Linked DNA regions of Ovis aries: region 1 is linked to region 2. Evidence: chromatin contacts called from public Hi-C data. All regions are on one chromosome and are shown on one strand. The core of a region is the stretch at or near the end of the contact, and the rest is flanking DNA. Distances in the headings are between cores, read along the strand shown.

Region 1 (6,494 bases), core at 3,017-5,516, 170 kb before region 2:
TTCCAGATAAAAGGTATCTACTTTGGTTCATCATAATTATGTCAACCTCAATTCATTTTAACACAATGTTAGATTACTCTGATCATGTAATTCCCCAACTTCCATTGAAAGGAGATTTCTTGCTTGTAGTGAATCTTGGGACTGACTCCTCAACATCTATTTCAGGACTAGATGATTACTCTAAGCCAATCAATCCTATCCCCTTTGCCAGTGACTGGCTCAAAGATGGAGAGTCCTAAGCCAATATGTGTCCATAAGACCTAAGGAGAGGCAATATCTCCAGTCTCTCTCTTCCGGGGCCTGCTACTGATAAGCATGTTACCCCAGCTTCTGCCAAAGCCCTCCAATGACGCTGAGGGACATGAGGCTCAAGTTGAAGCCCTGTGGAGAATGGGAGAAGAGACAGAAGAACCCAAGCCTGCCAACGTCATTGAACTACTGAATCAGCCAGCCCTGAAGCCAGACCTGCTTCCTGTTTGTGAGATGATGCACGTAATAGTTTAACACACTTTAAGATGGGCAGATACGCAGATGACACCACGCTTGTGGCAGAAAGTGAAGAGGAACTAAAAAGCCTCTTGATGAAAGTGAAAGAGGAGAGTGAAAAAGTTGGCTTAAAGCTCCACATTCAGAAAACGAAGATCATGGCATCTGGTCCCATCACTTCATGGGAAATAGATGGGGAAACAGTGGAAACAGTGTCAGACTTTATTTTGGGGGGCTCCAAAATCACTGCAGATGGTGATTGCAGCCATGAAATTAAAAGACGCTTACTCCTTGAAAGGAAAGTTATGACCAACCTAGATAGCATATTCAAAAGCAGAGACATTACTTTGCCAACAAAGGTCCATCTAGTCAAGGCTATGGTTTTTCCAGTAGTCACATATGGATGTGAGAGTTGGACTGTGAAGAAAGCTGAGTGCCGAAGAATTGATGCTTTTGAACTGTGGTGTTGGAGAAGACTCTTGAGAGTCCCTTGGACTGCAAGAAGATCCAACCAATCCATTCTAAAGGAGATCAGTCCTGGGTGTTCTTTGGAGGGAATGATGCTGAAGCTGAAACTCCAGTACTTTGGCCACCTCATGTGAAGAGTTGACTCATTGGAAAAGATTCTGATGCTGGGAGGGATTGGGGGCAGGAGGAGAAGGGGACGACAGAGGATGAGATGGCTGGATGGCATCACCGACTCGATGGGTGTGAGTTTGAGTGAACTCCGGGAGATGGTGATGGCCAGGGAGGCCTGGCATGCTGCAATTCATGGAGTCGCAAAGAGTCAGACATGACTGAGCAACTGAACTGAATGGAACTGAACTGAAGATGGGCATTCTGTTGTCTGCAGATGGAAGCATCATAAATTATTCCCTGGCCTCCCTGCCCCTGCTTCCCCCTGCCACGGAGAGACTGGCTGCCCAGGACTCCAGCTCTGGGGGTTCCAGTCATGTCTGGACTAGGTAGAATAGCTAAGCATGTTGCCCAGGCAGGCGTGTTGTGTCTTCCAGGTGGGAGTTTCCTATCTTTGGTGAGACAAGCACAGACTCAGATAATTACATGAGATGCCACTGGAAAAGCTGTCGTTAATTTTGATGGCAATAAAGCGCCTTGCCAGCAAGTTAAGCTAATTTCATGAAAGCACTGGGAGGAAGGTCATGAACTGGATTCCAGCTTATTAATAATGTCGAGCTTCATTTGAACCATTCAGGAAATTCCTCCCAGTTGCCTCCAGCAAACTGCCACAGGTTGCTACTTTCCTCTGAAATCAACAGTCTTCCCATATGCAAATGTGGATTTTTCTGTTTTTCCCTAGAAAATAATTAAAGTCACAGAGCCCAATAAATACTTAAACAGATTGTGGTTTTAATTAAAAACCTTTCTCCAAGCCTGCAGCTGCAGGTCTCTGTTCCCAAACAGGCATGCTGGTGACAGCTGCAAATATGAGAACCTGGGTTTAAGCATCTGAGATTAGAAGATTTTACAAATAATAATAATAGCAATTCTGATTTTTACCTATGCCATGGTGTGTGGGAGGTACAGGAGGAGTGAAGAGAGATTTTGGGGGGAGGGCCAAGGCCCTTCTTCCTATTGGAGAGAAGTACACAAGCATATAGGAGCATGCTCAGTGGCACATCTCATCATCCCTGTACCCAGTGCTATAGGATAATAATGATATTCATTCTAGCTATTGTTGGGAGGGGAGGAATAGCTCATTTCTGAGCACCACCTAAGTGCCAGTGTTTTGCATGCATTGACTCATTTAATCCTCACAGCAACCCAATAAAAAGTTATTCTTATTTATACCCTCCACTCCACTCCCCCCACTCCACACAGAGAGGTTAAGTAACTTGGCCAAGGTCACACAGTACATACATGGTGAAGTCAGATGATAGCACCTTCCCTCCTAACCACTATGTAGAGTGTGTATGAGGAGAAGGAGAGATGCAAGTTGGGACTGAAGCGTGTTAGTCGCTCAGTTGTGTCCAACTCTTTGTTGGACCCCAAGGACTGTAGCCCACCAGGCTTCTCTGTCCATGGAACTCTCCAGGCAAGAATACTGGAGTGGGTTGCCATGCATTCTCCAGGGGATCTTCCTGACGCAGGTCAGGGAGATTAAACCCAGGTCTCCTGCATTACCAGCAGATTCTTTATCATCTGAGCCAAGGTTGGGGACAGGCTGGGGGTGGTGGTGGTGTGACTTTATAAGCAAGGACTACAGAAGCTGAAAGGTGGGAAGCTGTGTGTTTAAGAGATTTTGGCTGGAGGGCAAGTGGGAAGGGTCTCCTGAATAGGCTGCTACGCTGCAGATACTTGATGCCCTTCTGGGTTCTGTCTTTCTTACTCTCAGAGACCCTTGTTCTTTCATTAAATCGCCTGCCTGTCACATTAAATACAAGGGCATGATTTCCAAGTCATTGTCTGCTAATTCCATCATCTCTGTGGTTTCTATTTCTGTTGACTTATTTTTTTCTCTTAGTTATGGGTCCTATATCCACCTTCTTTACATGTACAGTAAGTTTTGATTGGACACTGCCCATTATGGAAGTTTGGATTTTTGTTCTTTTCCTTTAAAAAGCATTGAGCTTTTCTTTAGGAAGGCAGTAAATAAATACAAGGGCGTGTTCACCTCTGCGTGCAGTTGCGGTGGAATGGTCTGCACAGTGTTATATGTCCCAAAAATTCCATCAAACGTCTACTACTTCCAACTCTGCAGTTTTCTATTTCCTTCTTAGAGCCTGAGAGAGATTTTCTTTTTCAGATACAGGCATTTTATAGGTCTGGCAAAATCAGAAGACCTAAGGTTGGCCTTCTAGGCGTGTGTGTGTGTTAGTTGTTAAGTCGTGTCCGACTCTTTGCGACCCATGGACTGTAGCCTACCAGGCTCCTCCATCCTTGGGATTTTTCCAGGCAAGGGTACTGGAGTGGGTTGCCATTCTCTTCTCCAGTCTAAGCCTGGGTACTGGACTCAAAGAGAAAGCACTTAGCCTGCACAGGGAAGGTAGGGGAGGAGTACAGGGTGGCTTCATCCCAGGAGAACTAAACTTCTTCGTTGCTCACCGAATATCCAGAGGGTGCCAATTGTGCCCTGGGCGTGGGAAACAGCGGGGTGCAAAGTGGGGACTGTGCCTGTGTTGTGCGGGGGGGGGGGGGCGAGGGGGCGGGTGAAGAGGCTGTGGATTCCTGGGACGTCCACTGAGTGGTGGGCATGGGGACGAAAGCTTTGGTGCTTGGGTTAGCATGTCCCACTTCGGAATGTCGCACCGCGGGATGCAGAACCGGGAGCCGCGCAGGCTTCGGTCCCGGCCCAGGTTCGAGCCTCAGAACCTCCCGGCCCAAGGTACCCCAGCCGCTGCCCCGCGCCTCTGAGCCTGGCAGGCGGTTTCCAGCAGGGGGCGCGCGCGAACCAGGGCTGGGCTCGAGCTTTGAATAGACAGAATCCGGGTAGCTTAGTGCCGGGATCCAGGGGGTCTCAAGTCACCCTACCCTCGGAACCGTGAGGGTCGGCAAGGTCACAGTTAAAAGTCCACAAAAAGCTGCCCAGAGCTCGAGTTACCCTCTCTGGGTTATCTAGGGTCGGCACCGCAGCCTGGTCCAAAAACCTTAGCCTAGATTCTGCAGATTTCAAACCTGGGCCGTTCACGCTGGCGTCTTGGAAACTTGTACCGCTTCTCTCCCCTATTTCCACGCACCTAATTAAGTGTCTGTTTCTTTAACCGTAAAAGACGTAGGCGGAGGTGGGGGTGGTATCTTCGCTCCCGGTTCTCCAGCCCTTCAGTAACTGTACCATCATCCACATTACCAACATTAGAGAGGCTGGCTCCTGCGCGCCTGGCGGCGCCGGTGGAGATACGCACAGCCTTCTCCAAGAGGAGCTCGGAGGCTGAGTCTGGAATCGTAGCTCCCAACCGAGACCTCGGCGGACTCTGCCCCGGGGCGACTCGGGCGCCAGCCCTGCCCGGGCGGGCACTGAACTCTTCAGGGTTCAAGGCGGGGGTAAGGGTTGTCTTTTCTCCCAAGGCAGGCTCGGGGAACAAAAGCGCTTGCAGGAGAGTGGGTGGGAGCTGCGAGGGTCCGCGGGAATTGACTCCCTCTCCTGGGTGGCTACTGCGCCCTTAGCCCCCCTCCAGGCGCCTGGAGCCCTGTCTCCCTGCCAAATTCCCCTGGCTTCTGCATCCCTGGCAAAAGAACAAGGAAGGGGGTCTTTCTTGGCTCGCGGGCCCCAGAGGTCCCCAGGTGGGGCGAGTCCCCGCGGTAGAGGGAAGTTCTTCTGCGGAAAGAGAGAGAGGTCATTTTTCCTTCCATTCCCCGGCTTCTATCTTTCAGTCCTCAACCCTTCCGAGTTACTCCATCCCTGCCTCCCCTTAAGCTTCCTAGCCCAAGGCAAAAAGAACCAAAACGGGGGGAGGGAGTGAAAACTGGTCCACAAGTCACCTGCTTCCAAGCCTGAGTCTAGGTCACTGCCTTTAAGCCAGGCACCCCTCCCCCTGCCAAAGAAAGTCTCCAGGACCCCCCATCCAGGACTCTATTCTCCAACCTGGCTGCAGGGCCCCGTCTCCCCAGATCCCTCTTATTCGACCAAGGCTCCTGAAATTGCCCTTCAAGATTCCCAAGACGCTCAGACTGTACATCCAGGAAACCTCCCTTGCTGTGCAGACAAAGAAGCTGTGCCAGGCCTGCTGGCCGGCGCCATTCCCCCACCTAGCCAGCCACCACCCCCCACTCACTCCTGAACTAGGGACCTGCTCCTGCTGCCCCTTACCCCTCCTCCCTCCTCGAAGACACCTTCTCCCTCTGGGTGCCCCCATCGCCTTCCCCGGAGGCGTCTGTAGGGGTTACAGACACAGGCAAGTGGAGTGAAGTTCAGGGTTCTGAATTCTGGGTTAATGAGATGCGCTGGTCCCATCAGGGCTGCCTGTAGCGACCGCAGGAATAGGCGAGAGGAAAGGATGCGGAGTATGCATGGAGCAGTCTGTTCATATTTAATTTACAAAGCCTCCTCGGAAACCCTGGTGGGGTGATCTCTTTAGATGCAGCCCTCCTCACCCGTCGCTCTCCCCCACCTACTCAGCTCATTAAAATGCTCGAATTCAAATAAGAAGATTGATCTCAGAAGCCCCAAACCGACCCACCTCCAGAGACCACCTTGGCCGGAGTGAGGGCTCAGGGGCCAAGAGCCCCCAGAGTGCTCAGTGTCTACGGGAAACCGAGGAACGGGGCTCTGCATGTTCACAGCCTGCAACCCCCTTTCCGATGCTGGTCAGCAACTCTGTCTCCAGGGCTGTCACGGGCACGGGGGGAACAGAAGTCGAGATCTATACAAATGCATGGACATCCCTGAGCCTCCAGTTTCTTGTCGCTAGAAGAAATGTCGGAGTTTCGCCAGAGACAGGAAGAGCATATATTCGAGTCTGCTGAGGCCGACTGTTGTGTGAGGGTGTGAGACAGTAGGGCGGTATCGGGGCTGCGGAGGCTGTCAGGGATAGTGTGTGTGTGTGTTGGGGGGGTGGGGTGGCTGATGGTGTGTTTGCTGGTTAGACCGTGAAGACGTTGGTGGGGGCGGAGGAGGGAGAGAGATGCTCAAGCTTTACATCCCCAACGCACAGTGCTCAAAAGGAGCAGACGTTTTGTAACCATGCCTCTCCATCCCACCGTCTGCTGCAGCCTCGGAGCCCCAAGCTAGCAAGACCAGAGGGCGAGGCGCTGGGGTTCGTGGGAGCGCAGGCTGGTACCCACGCGCCCTGCCACACTCGGCGATACGCACGGTCCCATACGCTGGGCGGTGGGCTTCAAGCGCTGGGTTAGCCACAAAAGACAAGACGTACGCAGTCCAGCTGAGGAGGCTGGGATGGGGCGGTGGTGGGCTGGGGAGGGGAGCGTCGCTTCTCCGCGCGCCCAGTAGGGCGGTGCGTTCTAGTCTACGGGTTGGGCTGTTGGGGGTGGGGAGGGGGCGGGGAAGACAGGGGCTTGTAGCTGCCCGGATCCAGGCAAAAATAGCAGGGAGG
Region 2 (6,624 bases), core at 3,420-5,919:
TAAGATTGACTACTTGGATCTCCTCGCTGTCCAAGGGACTCTCAAGGTTTCCTGGAGGGGCTGGTATTTGAGTGGGGTTAAATTCTGGATAAGCAGAGATGAGAGTATTAGTCATGCCAAGGGAGGAAGAAGAGAATTAGGAAAAACAACATGGATGGAGAAAGAGGCCCATCAGAGAAGAGAAGATGAGAGGGTGAGATGAGGAGATGGAAAGGAAAGCAAGTCTACAAAGCAAAGGGTGTCAAAGGAGCAGAGAGGTTTTCAAATCTGTTGTTATTACACCAAGGGTTGGAGTCACAGATGCCACAATTTATTTATTCTTTCAACAAATATTTCTTAGATTTCCCTGGTGGTCCAGTGGCTAAGATTCCTTGCTCCCAATGCAGGAGGCTGGGTGTGATCCCTGGTCAGAGAACTATATCCCACATTCCACAACTAAAGATCTCACACCCTGCAGCAAAGATCAAAGATCCCATGTGCTACAATTAAAACCCAGCACACCAAATAAATAGAATAAATACTAAAAAACCACAAATACTTCTTGAGTACCTACAATCAGGCAGACACTAGGGATAAATGGGGTCCCTGTTCACTAGTAACTTGCATTCTAGTGTGGAGAGTGGAGGAGGGAGGCAGACAGTCAACAAGTAAATACATTTTTTGAAAGTGAATTTTCTGGTAAATACTGTGAAGACAGTAAAATGGGATAGTGTGGATAGAATGTATTGGAGGAAGGGTTACTTTAGGTGGGATGGGCCTCTATCTCCAAGGCAGGGCCTCTCTTAGAAGAGCCCATCTGGGCTGAGACCTGAATGATGAGAAGTGGATAGCCATGTAAAGACGTAAGGGACTCTCCAGGTAGAGAGAACAGCAGATGCAAAGGCCCTGAAGCGAGAAAGAGCTTCAGGCAGGGTTTTCCTTGTTGGAAGAAAGGCAAGGACAGTGTGGTTAGGGCGCAGTGAGCAGGAGGCAGGTGGTCGGAGGTAGACAGGGGCCAGGCATGCAGGCCTCCTGAGCCAAGAATAGGAGTGGCTTGGGGGTGTGGAATGGCACGGTTATGGTAGAAAAGTCACAGAGCCACGTCTCTGCACCTTCTCTCCACAAAGGCCGGAAAACTTGACACCAAACTACAGCAAAGGCCTGCCTGTCCTGGACCCCAAGATTTTAGATGAGAAGCTGGGTGTCATCCGTGAGTTCTGGTCCAAGGCCACGGTGAGCTGCATGATTGGGTCCATCACATCCACTTGGCAGGAAACAGAGGCCAAGTCTCAGGTGCCCAAAGTGTCCCGAGAAACGGTGAATGTCTCCCCTCTGAGCCAGGCTAGGAGGGCCAGAGTGGGGATTGGGCCTGGGGAAGGGGCTTGCCAGCCACCTGTGGGCTGTTCACTCCTAGGTGGCCAGTGGAGCTTCCCTTTAGGCTCCTTCTGTGTGTGAGTCGCCCTAAACGGGTGAATTCTTCATTTACCTAGTCTCTTTTCCTTTTGAATGGAACTCCCATTTGTGCTTCCCAGGTGGCGGAGTGGTAAAGAATCTGCTTGCAAGGCAGGAAACCTGGGTTTGATCCTTGGGTCAGGAAGATTCCCCTGGAGGAGGAAATGGCAACCCACTCCAGTATCCTTGCCTGGAAAATTCCATGGACAGAGGAGCCTGACGGGCTACAGTCCAGGGGGTTGCAAAGAGTCAGACACGACTGAGCACACACACACCAGGGATTTCTTCCCAAACAAACCCCTGCCACACTTGTAAGGCCGGGTTCCTTCCTCTGACTCAAGCTGCCATCAACACAGAACTTCCTTGGGAGCTCGCCCTCTGGGTAATGGGAAGCCCCTGAGAGTTTGAACTTTCGAAAGAGGAAACTGGGGCTCAGAGAAAAGGAGACTCTGTCTTGGGTCACAGAGTCTCTGCCCTTAGTCCCGGGAATTGGTCTGGCTTCCTGTTGACCAGACACTGGGAGAGGGATGGTGCAGGTGGCTGAAATGATGGCTTCCTTGGATGAGGGGTCATGGCCCAGTCCCAGCCCCAGCCCCTTGAGGCGGAAAGCTCCAGACTGGCCGCCGGAAAGACAGCACTGTCCAGGGCCCCCACTGAAGTCCTGCCCCAGCCACCATGGGTGAAATCACACGTGGCTTCTTCCCTTCTCCCCCAGAGCATCCCATGGGGAACACTGCTCTGGAAAACACTGAGGAAAGGCCCGAGCCGAGGCCACCGGCCCCTAGGGGAGCCCTGGGCCTCCTCTTCCCAGGACTTACCCCTCGCCACCGACAGCCTCCGCATCTTCCCCTGGCACTTCTGCCCCTTCCTGGAACACGTCCCATCAGACCAATAGGGAGGGAGCTGTCCACTGGGTGTGCCAGGATGCCCCCACGTGGAGTGCCCCTGCCCACCCCCAATGGCGCCCTCCCTGGAGACCCAGAGCACTCAGGCCATCTTCTACATTCACTCTTTTCACCTCTGCCCCCTGGGAAAGCGACTCTCAGGCCTGACCTGCCAGCCCACCCATCAGCTGGGTTGAAAATAAAGATTCAGGCCTGACTTTGGAGACTTTGGGTAGTGTGAATAATCCAATGCCTGCTGCCCCCACAGCCTGGCCTCGTGACACCCCTCTTGTGTCTCTGAGCAGAGGATGTGCAGGGGAGAAAGGAGGAGGGGAAACAGGGAAGAAAGGAAAAGGGAAGGCGCCACAGGAGGGGAAAGGCAGACTGGGAGGAAGGAGAAAGGCAAAGGCATTCCGTCCCTGGTCTCGCCCTGCAGAGACCTCACCCCTCCAGGGCACTCTCCTCCCCTCACCCCTCCAGCTCCGGGGGTCTCCTCGGGGATGCTGAGCCAGCCAAGCCTCTGTCATCACCCAGTGAGGCCCCGCTTACTGCTGGATGCAGACCTCACACTGTCCCAGGGAGTAGAACTGGGTGCTGGGCCAGTAGGACCAAGGAGGGAGCCGTATGGGCCCCACTCCGGGTACTGTGCATGGCAGCCCTCTCTGGTTTGGAGTCTGGTGAACATTTCTGCTTGGCAGAGGATCCGAGGTCTGAGTTGGAGTCAGTGGCTCTGGATTATTTGAGAGAAATTAGATAGAGATGGGGGCTTCCCAGGTGGTGCTAGTGGTAAAGAACTAGCGATATAGGAGACATAAGAGACACGGATTTAATCCGTGGAGTCAGGAAGATCCCCTGGCAGAAGAAATGGCAACCCACTTCAGTATTCTTGCCTGGGGAATCCCATGGACAGTGAAGCCTGGTAGTCTGTGGTCCATAGGCTCACAAAGAGTCGGACACGACTGAAGCAACTTAGCCCCCGTGCGCAAAGATAGAGATAATTTTAGTATGGTCTTTGTGTTTGGTTGGGGAGGGTATGACTTATTAATAGAAAGTGTTGGAATGAGCTGAGCTGGACTTCTCATACTGCATACAAAATGCATTGGTGTTAATGGCAATGATGGGGGTAAGAAGGTGAAAAAAAAATCAGAGCTGAGGGGAAAGGGCCTTTACATATAGGATGGATCCAATCGGTGGGCAAATTTAAACATTTTATTTATATATATATTTAATGTCCCCTAATACTTGAAGGATAATAACTTGGATAGTGGCCAGCTAGTCTTGACCCTCTCTAAAGCATTAAGCTGTGGAGATGAGTCCATATTGCACTTGAGAAGTCAAAGCTAGCCACCAGGAGGAACCCTTTTTGAGCGAGGGGTTGAATAAATATCATGACTGACAGGGGGTAGGGGGGGAAATAAGTGGCCCGAGGGCACTAAGGCAGGATGTGAGGAGGCTCTGAGTATGAACAAGGGGGCTCAGGGCTGCCCTGTACCCTGTCAGAGGTGTTGTGAGCTGGGCCTATATGGAGAACTAATTCCAGCGTGCCCTCTCTGGGTATCACCGCAGCACCCTCGTTGGTGGACTCAGTCCTCTATCCTCCCCCTTGCTGGGTATGTGGCAAGGTCTCAAGCACTGGCTTCTCGCCCTAGCTTCCTGTTGAATTCTGTACCCTCAGCCACCACCTTCCAGGACTTGAACTAAGAGCACTTTGGCTTCCTCATCTCTGAGCTCCAGGGCCCAGGGCAGACCTGGTTCCACACAGATGTAGGTAAATGCTTTGGGACCGTGTGAGAGAATTCCTAGCTGGACAAGGGCATCAGAAAGAACCTTAGAGAGAATATCCAGGACAGTCTCCTAATTTTGCAAAGGATGTCAGTGAGGAAGCCCAGCCGTGGGACGACCCTTGCCCGAGGCTTTCTGACTCCACCACCCCAGGGTGTCCTGCACACAGCTGAGTGAACAGCAGATGGCTGCAGAGGCCCACACATCCAGCCCTGGGCCCTTTGGCCACCCTGACGCCACTGGATCCCTCAGACACTCAGAGTACTCAGGCAACAGGCCTGCCTGTCTCTCTTTCCCATTCATCCTGTCCCAGGCCCAGCTTCCAGCCTATTCTATGCTAACTTTTGGCTCCATTCCCTTTACCCTCCAGCCCAGCCTCCGTCCTCCAGTGCATCATTGTTCTGTCTCTCTCTGTCTCTTATCAGCACAGATATACCATGCTGATTATTCCCACCTCTGCTTTGGTTGAGTCCGAGACTCAGCCCCCAGCTCCAGTTCCAAGCATTTAGCCAGAGCCTCGAAGGACCAGCGCAGGAGCCAGACAAGCATTCATGCAGCCAGCAGAGCCCAGGAACAAGGACTAGACCGTGGGTGGGTAGCAACTGTGCACAGCTCTGTGACAGGGCGCATGTAGCAATGGGTTCCATAGCAACCAAACAAAATTACACAGCAATCAGTGAGCCATGTGACCGAGAGACACAATGACAAGCTATAGGCCACGGCCAGGGGGCTGTGGAGCGTCGTTGCACAGCAATAGACCCAAGCCACACAATGATATCACACAGCCGGCGTAGAGGAAGGCACAGCCACGGAGCACGGCAGTGGGCAAAGACGGCAATGTGCACACTGTAGACACAGCCGCAGAATGTGGAAAGACACCTCACTGCACTAGCACACATCTGGGTGGCCGTGGCACCGTCACGGGTGTGTGACTCCTGGATATGCCGTCAGGGAGCGGTCAGCAGAAGCGGAGCCTGGCGGACAGCGGTGGGCTCACGATTGACTGTGTCCCTCGGCTCTCAGCCCCTATATCTGGACTAGGAGCCTCTCAGCACCACCTGATTCCAGGAGTCATTAATCTGTGTCTGGTCTTGAGCACACTCCCCAGAGCCCAGAAACGATTCTGCCACTGATTTCCTCCAGAGCCTAATAGGAAATTGAACATTTGCTGGAGAAAGGATCACCTTGGGAACAGAGAAGGGAGTGGAGGAGAACAGGGTCTGTGCCCCCTCTTCCAGGAGGATACCGCTGATGCTCCCTGCCGCCCTGGGCCTGCCTGTCCCAACCCCACACCCCTCTTCCCTTACTGGCCGTGCTTGCTCTAGTGAACCCTGGTGTGCCCTAGTGTGCCCTGGTGTGTCCTGGTGTGCCCTAGTGTGCCCTTGGATCTGCCTTCAGGGCAGTCAGTTCTGCCTCCCTTCATTCAAGACACCTGATTTTGACACAGGCTTTTCAAGTTCCATTCTGTCCAAGAGGTGCAAAGTGCCAGTCCTGAGTGGACCCACCCGGGTCAGGGCCTTTGTGAGTGTGACCTTGAGTCCAGAGTTAGTCCTGGGCAGAGCTAAAGAAAGCCTTCACCTCCCTTCTGAACAGCCTAGGGAGCCTTCTTTGGAAGAGGTAGGCTTTTGAGTGAGGGTGAAGAATGAGATATTAAGAGTCATCCCAGGGGACTTCCCTGCTGGTCCAGTGGCTAAGACTCTGAGTTCTCAATACAGGGGACCTCTGTTCAATTTCTAGTCAGAGAACTAGATCTCACATGTTACAACTAAGACCCACACAGACCAATAAATAAATAATTTTTTTAAAGCCATCCCAAACATGCTAACTCTCCAAATTCCAAACAACTTGTAAGCATTCCCTGCTCGCTCCCTAGACACCCTGAGCCCACCTCCTGCTGAGCCAAGCAATAGATGAGGGGCCCCAGGCAGCCTCCAGACAGAGCAATTCCACTCACTGGGGCTTGTAAAAAAAACCCTTGCCATTGCCCAGATTTCTGTTCCCCAGCAGCTCCAATAGCAATTTCTCTCACCAGCCAGGAAAAAAGAACTTGCCCCAGAGCCAGGTGCCCAGCCGTGTGCCCAACTGTGCAGGGGCCTGGAAGGTGGTGGCGGGGGGTAGGGTGGAAAGAGGCCCAGGCACCCAGCTCTGGGAGTTCCCAGCAGGTAGGAGGAGCAGGGTAGGTACACAGTAGCCGGGAAATATTTGCTCTTTCCTCTGTCTCTCTCCTCCAGTGCCCCCCCAAAGCATGCCCCCTCTGTTTCCTTCCCTCCCTCCTTTCCTCCACTGCTCAGAGGAGATTTGTGGCAGACCAGAGGGCCCTCATACCAGCAGATGAATGAATAATTGACGAGGGTTGTTTAAAGATTCAGTGGAGTTTTTCCAACCTCACCGCACTGGAATAACTCATTTCTTTCATTCTCTGTTTGAAAGCCTAACCCCCTCCCTTCATCTTTCCCCTTCCTGGTCCCCACATGCCTGCCCTGCTCCGAGCATCACACTTTTGTTTCTCTTCCTCTCTTGAGTCTGC

Evidence for each region. Hi-C and Micro-C count contacts between places; a contact is called where the count stands out from the background.
Region 1: a contact with region 2 is called in a Hi-C map of hypothalamus, with 4 times the contacts expected there. The contact joins the promoter of ISLR2 here to the enhancer-like site in region 2. A contact is called at or near these places in 4 of 16 Hi-C or Micro-C datasets (hypothalamus, skin fibroblasts and tail adipose tissue).

Annotation. Positions count from the first base shown.
Region 1 is chr18:32,215,659-32,222,152 of ARS-UI_Ramb_v3.0, reverse strand. It overlaps ISLR2 (immunoglobulin superfamily containing leucine rich repeat 2), which reads left to right and starts at 4,266. Exons shown (of 3, transcript XM_027957206.2): 1 at 4,266-4,485.
Region 2 is chr18:32,043,061-32,049,684 of ARS-UI_Ramb_v3.0, reverse strand. No RefSeq gene overlaps it. Among named protein-coding and RNA genes, the nearest start is that of CCDC33, 19 kb to the right of the region's middle. Within about 2 kb of position 4,669, at least 9 of the 54 cell types and tissues checked have an H3K27ac peak or open chromatin away from gene starts, as enhancers often do. A contact at or near this core is called in hypothalamus, where this site is marked.